Linked DNA regions of Oryctolagus cuniculus: region 1 is linked to region 2. The links are chromatin contacts, called in public Hi-C maps. All regions are on one chromosome and are shown on one strand. Each heading gives the region's core, a stretch centred on a gene start, on an enhancer-like site or on the middle of the called end of the contact. The rest is flanking DNA. Distances are from core to core; before and after follow the strand shown.

What was found. A called contact is a pair of places that touch in the nucleus more often than the background predicts.
Region 1: a Hi-C map of an unstated tissue shows a contact between it and region 2, with 5 times the contacts expected there. The contact joins two enhancer-like sites. A contact is called at or near these places in 6 of 6 Hi-C or Micro-C datasets (ear pinna, embryonic fibroblasts, liver and 3 more).

The regions. Positions count from the first base shown.
Region 1 is chr6:106,195,810-106,200,841 of mOryCun1.1, reverse strand. It overlaps ZNF704 (zinc finger protein 704), which reads left to right. Exons shown (of 9, transcript XM_002710562.5): 4 at 3,210-3,445. Among named protein-coding and RNA genes, the nearest start is that of ZNF704, 190 kb to the left of the region's middle. Within about 2 kb of position 3,346, at least 5 of the 8 cell types and tissues checked have an H3K27ac peak or open chromatin away from gene starts, as enhancers often do.
Region 2 is chr6:106,122,171-106,127,059 of mOryCun1.1, reverse strand. No RefSeq gene overlaps it. Among named protein-coding and RNA genes, the nearest start is that of ZBTB10, 120 kb to the right of the region's middle. Within about 2 kb of position 3,614, at least 2 of the 8 cell types and tissues checked have an H3K27ac peak or open chromatin away from gene starts, as enhancers often do.

The sequences.
Region 1 (5,032 bases), core at 2,097-4,596, 74 kb before region 2:
ATAAATTGGTTTAACAACCAGTAAGTTCTCATCAGAGTCTACTGTGATCCCGTTATAAGCAGAAAGAATGACCAAATGCTGGAAATTCAAATCAGTGTCATGAATTACTGGGGCCCAACACCATGATTCAAGGTGGCTGGGGTAATCCACCTTGTCACATGACCCTGGAAGGGGCGCTCCTGTGGGGAGCGCATCCGCCCTGTCCTGTGACCTGCCCTAACTGTGGGCGCCTCCTGCAGACCTGGTCCTGACCATTCTCAGCTGAGCGTTGCTGTTAAAAGTTACAGTGTGCACCCCTTGAAGGCACCCCCAAAACATAGTGTAGGGAAAAAAAATTGCAGAAATCCAGGGAATCATCGCGGGGGGGGGGTAAGTATACTGTAAATTAATCATTTTTACCATTGGATTCTTTTGACAATTGAGAATTTTTAATGTTCCTTTGTACTTAAAAGGTTAGAATCAGACATATCTTTAGATCCTTCGGTGCAAACCTTTGTTAGTATTACAACAGGGCAGTTCATTGTTCATTTACGATTTTAAAAATACTCAGCTAGTAACTGAAACTGTTTGATGTCACTCATTTCACCTGCAACATGCCGCAAATTCATAAATAGGAAAATTTATGATAATGAAGGCCTTTTTTTTTTTAAGGAATAAAAGCCTTTCTCCAGATTTGTTGTGTATCAGTAAATTTGGGGGAACTGTTGTGTGATCTCTAGGTCACAAAGGCTTATGTGCCCGGTTTCACCTGTTTGTATTCTTGGACAATCTTAAGGATTTGCTATCCCCTAAAAAATATTATGAATCAGCCCTGACTTTTTCCTGAAAATTCATTTCAACATCACTCTGCCCTTCTGATTTAATAATATTCCTAAAGGAGATGCCATTCATAAACCTGGAAGCAAATTAACTTTTACTTTGACATGAAGTGATGTTACTACACCACCACAATGGTTGGTTCTCAAAATAAACTCAGTTCCACCTACTTAACAGGATCACACATCTAGCTCCAAGAACTTTATTATTCTATTTTACAAGCGCCTGCTATGGTATCTTTATAAGCCACCTGGGCCTGCCAAATGAGCTTTTCACATCAGGTAAAACCACCTACGGACTTGTATAAGGATCCTCTGGAAGTCCTTTAAATTGAAGGGAGGAGCTTTCTTGTTTCTAAGAGCCAGCTCCAGCCCAGGGAGTGTATCCGGCTCTGTGCAGGCTGTAGGGAGTGAAATACTAATTTGGTTTTGTTATGCTGGAAAGGTGTGAGCCTGAATAAATGACCGTTTGATTCTACAAGAACCTTGATGTGATGAAATCAGTAACTTAATTCTCCTATTTCAACTTCAGTCTTCATTCATCTAACTGAACTTTTTGCTTAACATTGTTGAGAAATATGCTGGAAATCCCTAAACAGATGAAGGAAGTTAAGAAATGTCTTGGGGCTGGCATAGCATAGTGGATAAAGCTGCCTCTGTGTCGCCGGCATCCCACCCATAAGTGCACTGATTCGAGCCCTGGCTGCTCCACTTCTGATCCAGCTCACTGCTAATGACCTGGGAAAAGCAGCAGATGGCCTAAGTGTTTGGCCCCTGCACATGGGAGACTTGGATGAATTTCCTGGCTCCTGGCTTTAGCCTGACCCAACCCAGGCTACTGCAGCCATATGGCGGGTGAACCAGCACATGGAAGATCTCTCTCTGTCTCTCTTTCTATATAACTCTAACTTTCAAATAAATAAATAAACCTGGAAAAAAAAAAAAAGAGGAGGAAAGAACTTTCTTCACGAGACCTGGCACTGGCATAGCAATCAAGATGCCGCTTGTGATGGCCAGATCCCACACCAGTGTGCTTAGGTTCAAATCCCGGCTCCACTTCCAATTCCAGGTGCTAATGGACACCCTATGAGACCGCAAGTGATGGTGGGAGTACGTGGGTCCCTGCTACCCACTTAGGAAACCCAGACTGTGTTATCTGCCTGGTTCTTCCCAGTTGCTATGAGATTTCTCTCGCTCTCTCGCTCTGCCTTTCAAATAAATAAATAACCATTTTTTAAAAAATAGAAAAGACATTTCTCCATGAATTCTAGCCTACCATTTGTCTTTACTTCATTACTGAGTACAGTATTTTTTTAATAGGGCATTTGGGGGCTTTTTTTCTTCCTTGTAGTTTTTATACATTCATTTAATGCATTCAATACATTTAATACAATAAAAATGTACACGATTATGGAGGAAAAATTATCCAATGAGAAAGTAGAATTTATGCAAATGCTAATTAAGATTCTGCATCTTGAAAGGTAAAGCAAATTTCCAGTGATTCCTAAAGTCCCCCAAAGACATTCTAACTGGGCAGAAGTCCCTCCCCCATTAGCAAACAATGCACAGTGTTTTCCACCCCAACAGGAAAGGTGAAATGCAACCCCAGTCAGTACTTAATGTGGGAAATGCATACCCCATCCCCTGTGGCCATGAGGATATAGGATGCTCACCTCCAAGGGCCCAGGGGCACTACGGGAAAAGGACCTGTAACAGACCTGGGTTAATTACTAGGCGCTGCCTCAGTGTCCACATCTGTAAAATGGGAATACTCACCTTTACTCTGAGAGGCAGAGCCTGTCAAAATGCTAGAGAGTGTACGAATGAGCTTTGTAAGGTGTAAAACCCTCATTAAAGGTACAGTATTGTTGTGGGTATTTGTTCTGATCAGCAGCATGGCCAATGGCCTCTGATAGCCATCTGGAAATTATTTCTCTTACATTTTTAAATCTTAAGGGAACTTCCTATAAATGTATCCCAAGAATCACTCACAGTCCTATGTGAAACCCTTAAAAAAAAAAAAAAGTTGAAATTGGCATGAGAGTGACTATATGAACAATTTGGAACAACACTGCAAATAATACCCCTGACTTAGAAAAGCTGCAGTCCATAAATTCAGAGCTCCTCAAACTGAGTGAGCGAGACCGTCTATGTGTTTTGATTTTTGGTTTTTTGTTTTTCATTATCATGCCAAGGAACAAGTGATCTCAGTGCAGCCCCCATCAGAAGATGTACCCTCTGGCTAGGATATCTAAACGTTCATCCGCTGCAGGGTGCCTTGGGAGGCCATGTAGAACTAGAATACCACTTGCATTCCCAGAGGCTGAGTGGGATGCGGAGGCTGCAGGTGCCCCTGCCCCCCGCCCGCTGACGCTGTGTCTGTGTCCCGCGCAGAGGGCCTGAGCGGATCCTGGAAAGAGGGCGGCGGCGTGCCCTCCAGCAGCAGCAGCAGCGGCTACTGGAGCTGGAGCGCCCCCAGCGACCAGTCCAACCCGTCCACGCCATCGCCGCCGCTCTCGGCTGACAGCTTCAAGCCCTTCCGCAGCCCCGCGCCGCCTCCGGACGACGGCATCGACGAGGCGGAGGCCGGCAACCTGCTCTTCGACGAGCCCATCCCCAGGAAGAGAAAGGTTGGTGTCGGGGCGCCGCGTCTTCTGTTTCAGCCGCGCCCGCGCTCGCATGGCCGAGCCCCGGACCCCGGGCTCCTCCTGGGGGGCGACTGCCCACCCACGCCCCCTTGTGATGGACGCGAGCGCTGAGTGCTGCCCCAGTTTGGGAACGCAGGGTCGTGAATGAGGACAAATACAAGTGACTAAAACATGAACAGGTTCCCTCAAAGTTGACATGCCCCATCCTCTGGCTACACGCGGCTAATCTAGGACTTAGCAGAATGTGAAAGGTAAAAAAAAATAGCACTTCCGGCTTGGCTGGGTAATTAACTCACTCTCTCTGTGGGACTTATTTTTTTTTCATATGCGAAATGTAGTTAATGTCTTTTCTCTTTTCCTGTTTCAACCAGCCCTGGAGGCTGGGGAGGAAACATAGGCTTCAGTTAAGTTAATGGAAGGGAATGTGAAACATACGTGAAACTGACATGTAAACAGAAGTGCATACACAGCGCAGAGCACATACTTACTAAATACAAGTGGGAAGGGAGATCTGATTAACTGACTTAATAAAGTAACAGGTTGTGCCTTTGTTTAATTCTCGCTGCTGTCTTGTAGGGGAAGTGTTCTGTTCCCATCTTGTCAGGAGGAAGCTGAGCGGGCACTTACCTCGTGCCTACCATGGAAGGAGGCAGGACCTGAGCCGCCTTCCAACCCAGAGCCTCCTGGACCTAAGGCTCCTATTCCCTATCTTCTCTCCCGCTGCTTTGCAATTATTGTGGTCACTGCAGTTTTCAAAAGCATTTCTGATTTCCCTGCATCTCGGAAACATTTTGACATTATTTTTAACAGCACCATGTAAATATGAGGCTGTTATTGGGATGGTTTTTGGGTGTTGTATCGAAAGCTTCGTTATGAATGACTAATTCACAAGCAGAATTCCAAGGCAGAGCCCTGAGGACCACAACGCAATCTTTTTTTCTTCCCCCAATTTGTTCAAAGAGAACAAAGCGAGGGTTTCGATCCAACACCTTCCCTCCCTGCGTCTCTCAGTGCCGCACCGCCTGGGTTGCAGGGGTACAGGTGTTCCCCGAGTGGGTCCACGTAAGGAAGGGCTGACTTTTTTGCCCAAAGAAGAGGACACGGATGTAGCCCCCTCTCCTTCCCACTGGCAGTGGCCTTGAGGAGTTGCTGTTTCACTCCAGTCCCTCCTGCAGGGGACCGGAGTTGTCCTGGCACCCTGTGTGTCCCCAGGGATACTAGATTTTCACTTGGCCAGTCAGGGACAGAAGCTGCCACTCACATCAGTGGGTAGCTGCAGGCAAGACACCAGTGTGGACCTGGTGCTTCAGGCTGCGCAGCCTTTTCCTCTTGGGTCACCTGACTCTCATAAAGCAAAGGCTGATAATGTTAGGGCCAGGACTCACAGCAGAGAGAGTCCCTAGTGCTTTGAAGGGACATTCCTGAAACCTGTCACAGCCTTCCATTCCAAATGTATATGTCTAACCTGCAATGCTGAGCCAACTGTGCGTCGTGCATTACAATTAAGTTGCATTGGTCAGACTCTTACTGAAGGTCAACAGGCCTAAGGGACAGTTAGGTCACCAAGGA
Region 2 (4,889 bases), core at 2,365-4,864:
AGATCTCTCTCTGTCTCTCTCTCATGCTCTGATTTTAAAATAAATAAAAATAAATCAATAAACCCCTTTTTAAAAAATCCAAACAGAAGATGTAATATAAAAAGAACTAAGATTTTTGCATGTCATTTCAATTATCCTGATACACAATCTTTAAAATGAAGAGCGATCATCAGGGCCACTAGACCTAAATGAATGGCATCTCCTGTTTCCGAAGAGGGTTTTACGCCCCCATTCCCACAGCACGTCCATCATTTATCATGAGATTTTGAAGACCTGGCCCTCCAAAGGCACCGCTCACCGCTGAATGAGCGAGGAGAGAAGCTAGGACAACCCACAGGCCAAAATAATGCAAGAATTTGCAGTCAAATTCAAGCATTAGAGGCTGAGAAAAATACTAGCCAAGATCAATGTTCTCTTTCTAGTTTTCACATTTTGGAAACAAGCAAAACAAATTCCTCAGTGTGGTTATGGCCCTTCCTTCTTCCTCGTCCCAGCTCGCCAAGAACAAACTGACATTCTAGTTAATCAATCCCACACTGGTCATTAAACACCTCGTATGTTAACAGTACTCTCTCTGACTCTGTGAAGCAAAGGGAAAAAGAAAAAAAAAAAAAAAAAAAGAAGTTCTGCCATCCTGCCCTGGAGAAATGCCTCACTGAGGAAATAAAGCAAAGAGTGAAGCAGTGGAGTGCAGGCAGATTTGCAAGTTGTGTTGTTGAAACAAGAAAAACAAAGGGCCGGCAAATGTCTGTGCAGTGCGCTCCCATTAGTGTAACCACGTGTGTGGACTTGACATGTGTCCGTGTAAGCGTGTCTGTGTGTGAGCATTTTCTGGATGACATACAAAAAAAATCATTGCTGTGGCTACCTCTGGAGACTGAGTAAAAACATATTTTTCATTTTTTTTAAAGATTGACTTTATTTATTTGAAAGAGAGAGGAAGAGACAGAGAGATCTTCCATCCACTGGTTCACTCCTCAAATGGCCACAACGTCCGGAGCTGAGCCTGTCCGAAGCCAGGATCCCAGAGCTTCTTCCAGGTCTCCCACGCTGGTGCAGGGGCCCAAGCACTTGGGTCATCCTCCGCTGCTTTCCCAGGTGCATTAGCAGGGAGTTGGATCAGAAGTGGAGCAGCTGGGACTGGAACTGGCATCCAAATGGGATGCTGGTGCTGTAAGCCAGGGCTTTAACCTGCTACGCCACAGCACCGGCCCCTGAACAACATTTTTAATTACGCACTATCTTCTATGGTTTGTTTACCACGTACAGTTGTTTCTTTTTCAAACTCTAATACAGCAAACAGAAGTTAAGCAACACCACCAGGCCGGAAGTCACCACACAGCAAGTGACTAGACGAGAAATCAACGTCCACTGAGTCTTCCCTGAGTCAGGCGGAGCTCCCAGCACCTGCGGTGGCCGCTGCCTGTGGGCGCAGCAAAGGGGTCCCAGGAGCCTCTCCTTGCACTGTTCTGCTCCCTCTGTCAAACCTACCCTTGGCTCCGGCTCCCAGCTTTTTCTAGCATATGGAATGCAGCCAAATTTGGATGGTTTCTCAGGGAGGGTAAATAATGTGTTGGCGATTGAGTTAAAACAACCAAGCTTCTTTCTATCAAGCCAGTGGGATCAGTCCAGGGCTTGTAAAGAACTACCTAAATCGTTTCCAGTTCCTTCGATTACTTCTTCCATCTTGAAAATTAAAAAGCAAACACTCTTCCCAACCTAGGATATGCTGCTTTAAGAACTATCTACTCCACGAGAAAGCCAAGTGTCCATGGGTTTCTTACTTTGGTTGTGTTGATGGAAGAAAATACTTACTTTCTACTGATATTATTGCTCTTGAAATGTGATTTCTATGAATTACAGTTAATGTATATTTTTATCAAATACTTGTTAAATACTGCCCTCTGGTGGGAGGTTTGGTAAAATCTTCTGCCAAAAATGATTACAAAGCTGTTACGTCTTCTTAACCAAAGCTAAAAAATTCTTAAGAAGTGTTTTCAAAGAGGACAGAATAAATATATGCACATCTCTTGAAATCAAATATTCAGGGCCAGCGCTGTGGCATAGTGGGTCAAGCCACCACCTGCAGTGCCGGCATCCCATATGGGCGCCAGTTTGAGTCCTGGCTGCTCCACTTCTGATCCAGCTCTCTGCTATGGCCTGGGAAAGCAGTAGAAGATGGCCCAAGTCCTTGGGCCCCTGCACCCGTGTGGGAGATCGGAAGAAGCTCCAGGCTCCTGGCTTCGGATTGACAGGGTTCCAGCCCTTTAGGCCACCTGGGGAGTGAACCAGTGTATAGAAGACCTTTCTCTCTCTCTGTCTCTCTCTCTCCCACTCCCTCCCTTCCTCTCTCCTCCCTCTGCCACTCTGCAACTCTGCCTTTCAAATATATAAATAAGTCTTTAAAAGAAATTAAATACTCATTATGCAGTTATAACTTAAAAACTGTACCTTTCATAAAATTTGACACTGTCATCATTTCCCAAGGTACTTCAGATATTTACCTGACTGGGATAGCTTTCCCATAATATGCAAAAATACTTTATTTTCCAAGGCCGACTTGAGTTAACTTCACAAATATCCTCACAATTTTTTTTTTTGACAGAGTGGACAGTGAGAGACAGAGAGAAAGGTCTTCCTTTTGCCGTTGGTTCACCCTCCAATGGCCGCCACAGCCGGCGCACCGCGCTGATCCGATGGCAGGAGCCAGGTACTTATCCTGGTCTCCCATGGGGTGCAGGGCCCAAGCACTTGGGCCATCCTCCACTGCACTCCCTGGCCACAGCAGAGAGCTGGCCTGGAAGAGGGGCAACCGGGACAGAATCCGTTGCCCCGACCGGGACTAGAACCCGGTGTGCCGGCGCCGCAAGGCGGAGGATTAGCCTAGTGAGCTGCGGCACCGGCCTATCCTCACAATTTTTTAAATGCATGTTATCTCATAAAAGTTACTTTAGAACTGTCTATGCACAATAATTTTGAAACACATCAGCAACAATGAGTTTTAATGTCATTAAAGCAGAGCTTAAAAGAGGAGTTAATTTTTACAATTCAAGGGCACCTCAGCAAGAACTCAGTAGGGACACTGGGCGGGACGCCTTTGCTCTGGTCATATTGGCAGCCACTTGGAAACTCTTGCCCATTGCCTGCAAGTCATTCACCACTTAGCTTCACGAACCCGGGGAACCAAGCACACCACACACACACACACACACAAACACACACACACACACACACACACACACACACACCGCCACGTTCTCCAAGTTTTTAAATACATCTTCTCCACCCAAGTCACACTTTGTATTTACAGGATACGGCTTTTCTCCCCCTAAGAAGGTCGGAATGCTTTGCCCAGTTCCTCCCCGTGTGATTCTTCACACTTACTATCTATACGCAACTGATGGGTGAAGGGAAACCGCAGGGAGGTGAGCCTCCTTCGGCGCCTGGGGCAGAAGCCCCGCCAGGGCTTGCATCTCCCACGGCCGAGCCGGCTTTGCCCTCACAGCAGTGCAGAGACGGGGAGAAAGTCGGCGGCGGCTCTCCAGCGGCGCGCGCCGCTCCACCTGCCGTTCGAAGCTGCGGCGCCCGGGGACCGAGCAGCGCTCCAGCCGGGCGAGGTGAAAGTCGCAGGCGAGCGCGCAGGGCCGGCGCTCAGCTTGCAGGCGGCAGGGCGCCCGCGGGGACGCGCCCTCCGGATCCCAGGGTACGCTTCTCCTCGAGGAGGCGCGGCCAGCTCAGCCGGCTCCCCAAGGTGACCTCGGCGACGCCACGCCTCCCCCGCCGCCGGTTTCGCACTCCAAAGTCAGCCTTGTTTACCCTCCGCGCCCGGCTCCCGGACCTCCTCCGGTTCCACTTTTAACATGACAAAAGCAAAAATAAATACCGCAGGAAGATGCGCTCTGTTAGAAAAGCGGGATTTTAACATCCAAGAGGGAAAGTACAAATCACTTAGCGAGAACTCGAGCTCCCCTAGGATGGCGCTTTGGGAGAGCTCCTGGCCCGGGGACTCGCCCTGTTTGTGCTAAGTGTCTGTTATTATCACTTCTATTCTAAAACTCTCGCTCTTGACTTAGAATTATCGCGCCTTTCATCTTTGCTGAGTGTTTTCCCTTTGATCCACGGTTACCTGTGGCTTCTCCCCGAGCGCCTGGGGATGCTACAGCTCCTAATCCTGCCACCCTTTCTTCCGTGTCCCCAAATTCTTCATCTGTTCCTTCTCTGAGGCACTGGCCCTAACGGCCCTTGTACTGTTAACTGTGCACTGAGCCCTCTCCAAGCACATTGCTGGGCCGGGAGAAACCCTGGGGAAGATTCCGGGGCTAACACTTAGATACTCTTGGCAGCACACGGATACCAAGATCGGTCTGTGTATTCCTTCAACAGTTACTCGGCCCTGTATGAGTCTGCCTATTGGTCTCTTGTTTCATAATTTCTCCTGACACAGCTAACAGTGAGTGCTTTTGCGTATTCATCAGTGGCAAAATGGAAGCTACTTTTAAATACTCTTTCCCTTTTGTCGTTCACCTTCCAATTAACGTGGCTGTCAGAGTGCTGTCCCGCAATCATCGGGACCACCTGAGAGTGTGAGAAACACAAATGCAAGTCCTTGGGCTTCACGCTGCACGTCCTGAATCAGAAACTCAGGGCGGCACACAGCAGGCTATGCTTACAACCCCTCTGGGAGGTCCTGATGCGGGCAAAAGCTTGGGACTCACCGATCTGTTGCTTCCCCTCCTTGGTGCCCCCAGCGGCCATGCTCCCATGTCCACAGGCAAGTAGACAGGGCACGGAGACTCCAAAAAGTGAAATAGCAGAGCGGGCTGAAAGTCGCTGTCCTTAGCCCTCCCCTGATCCTGTTTTCAGTAATGACTTGGGTAGAGGCACAGAGA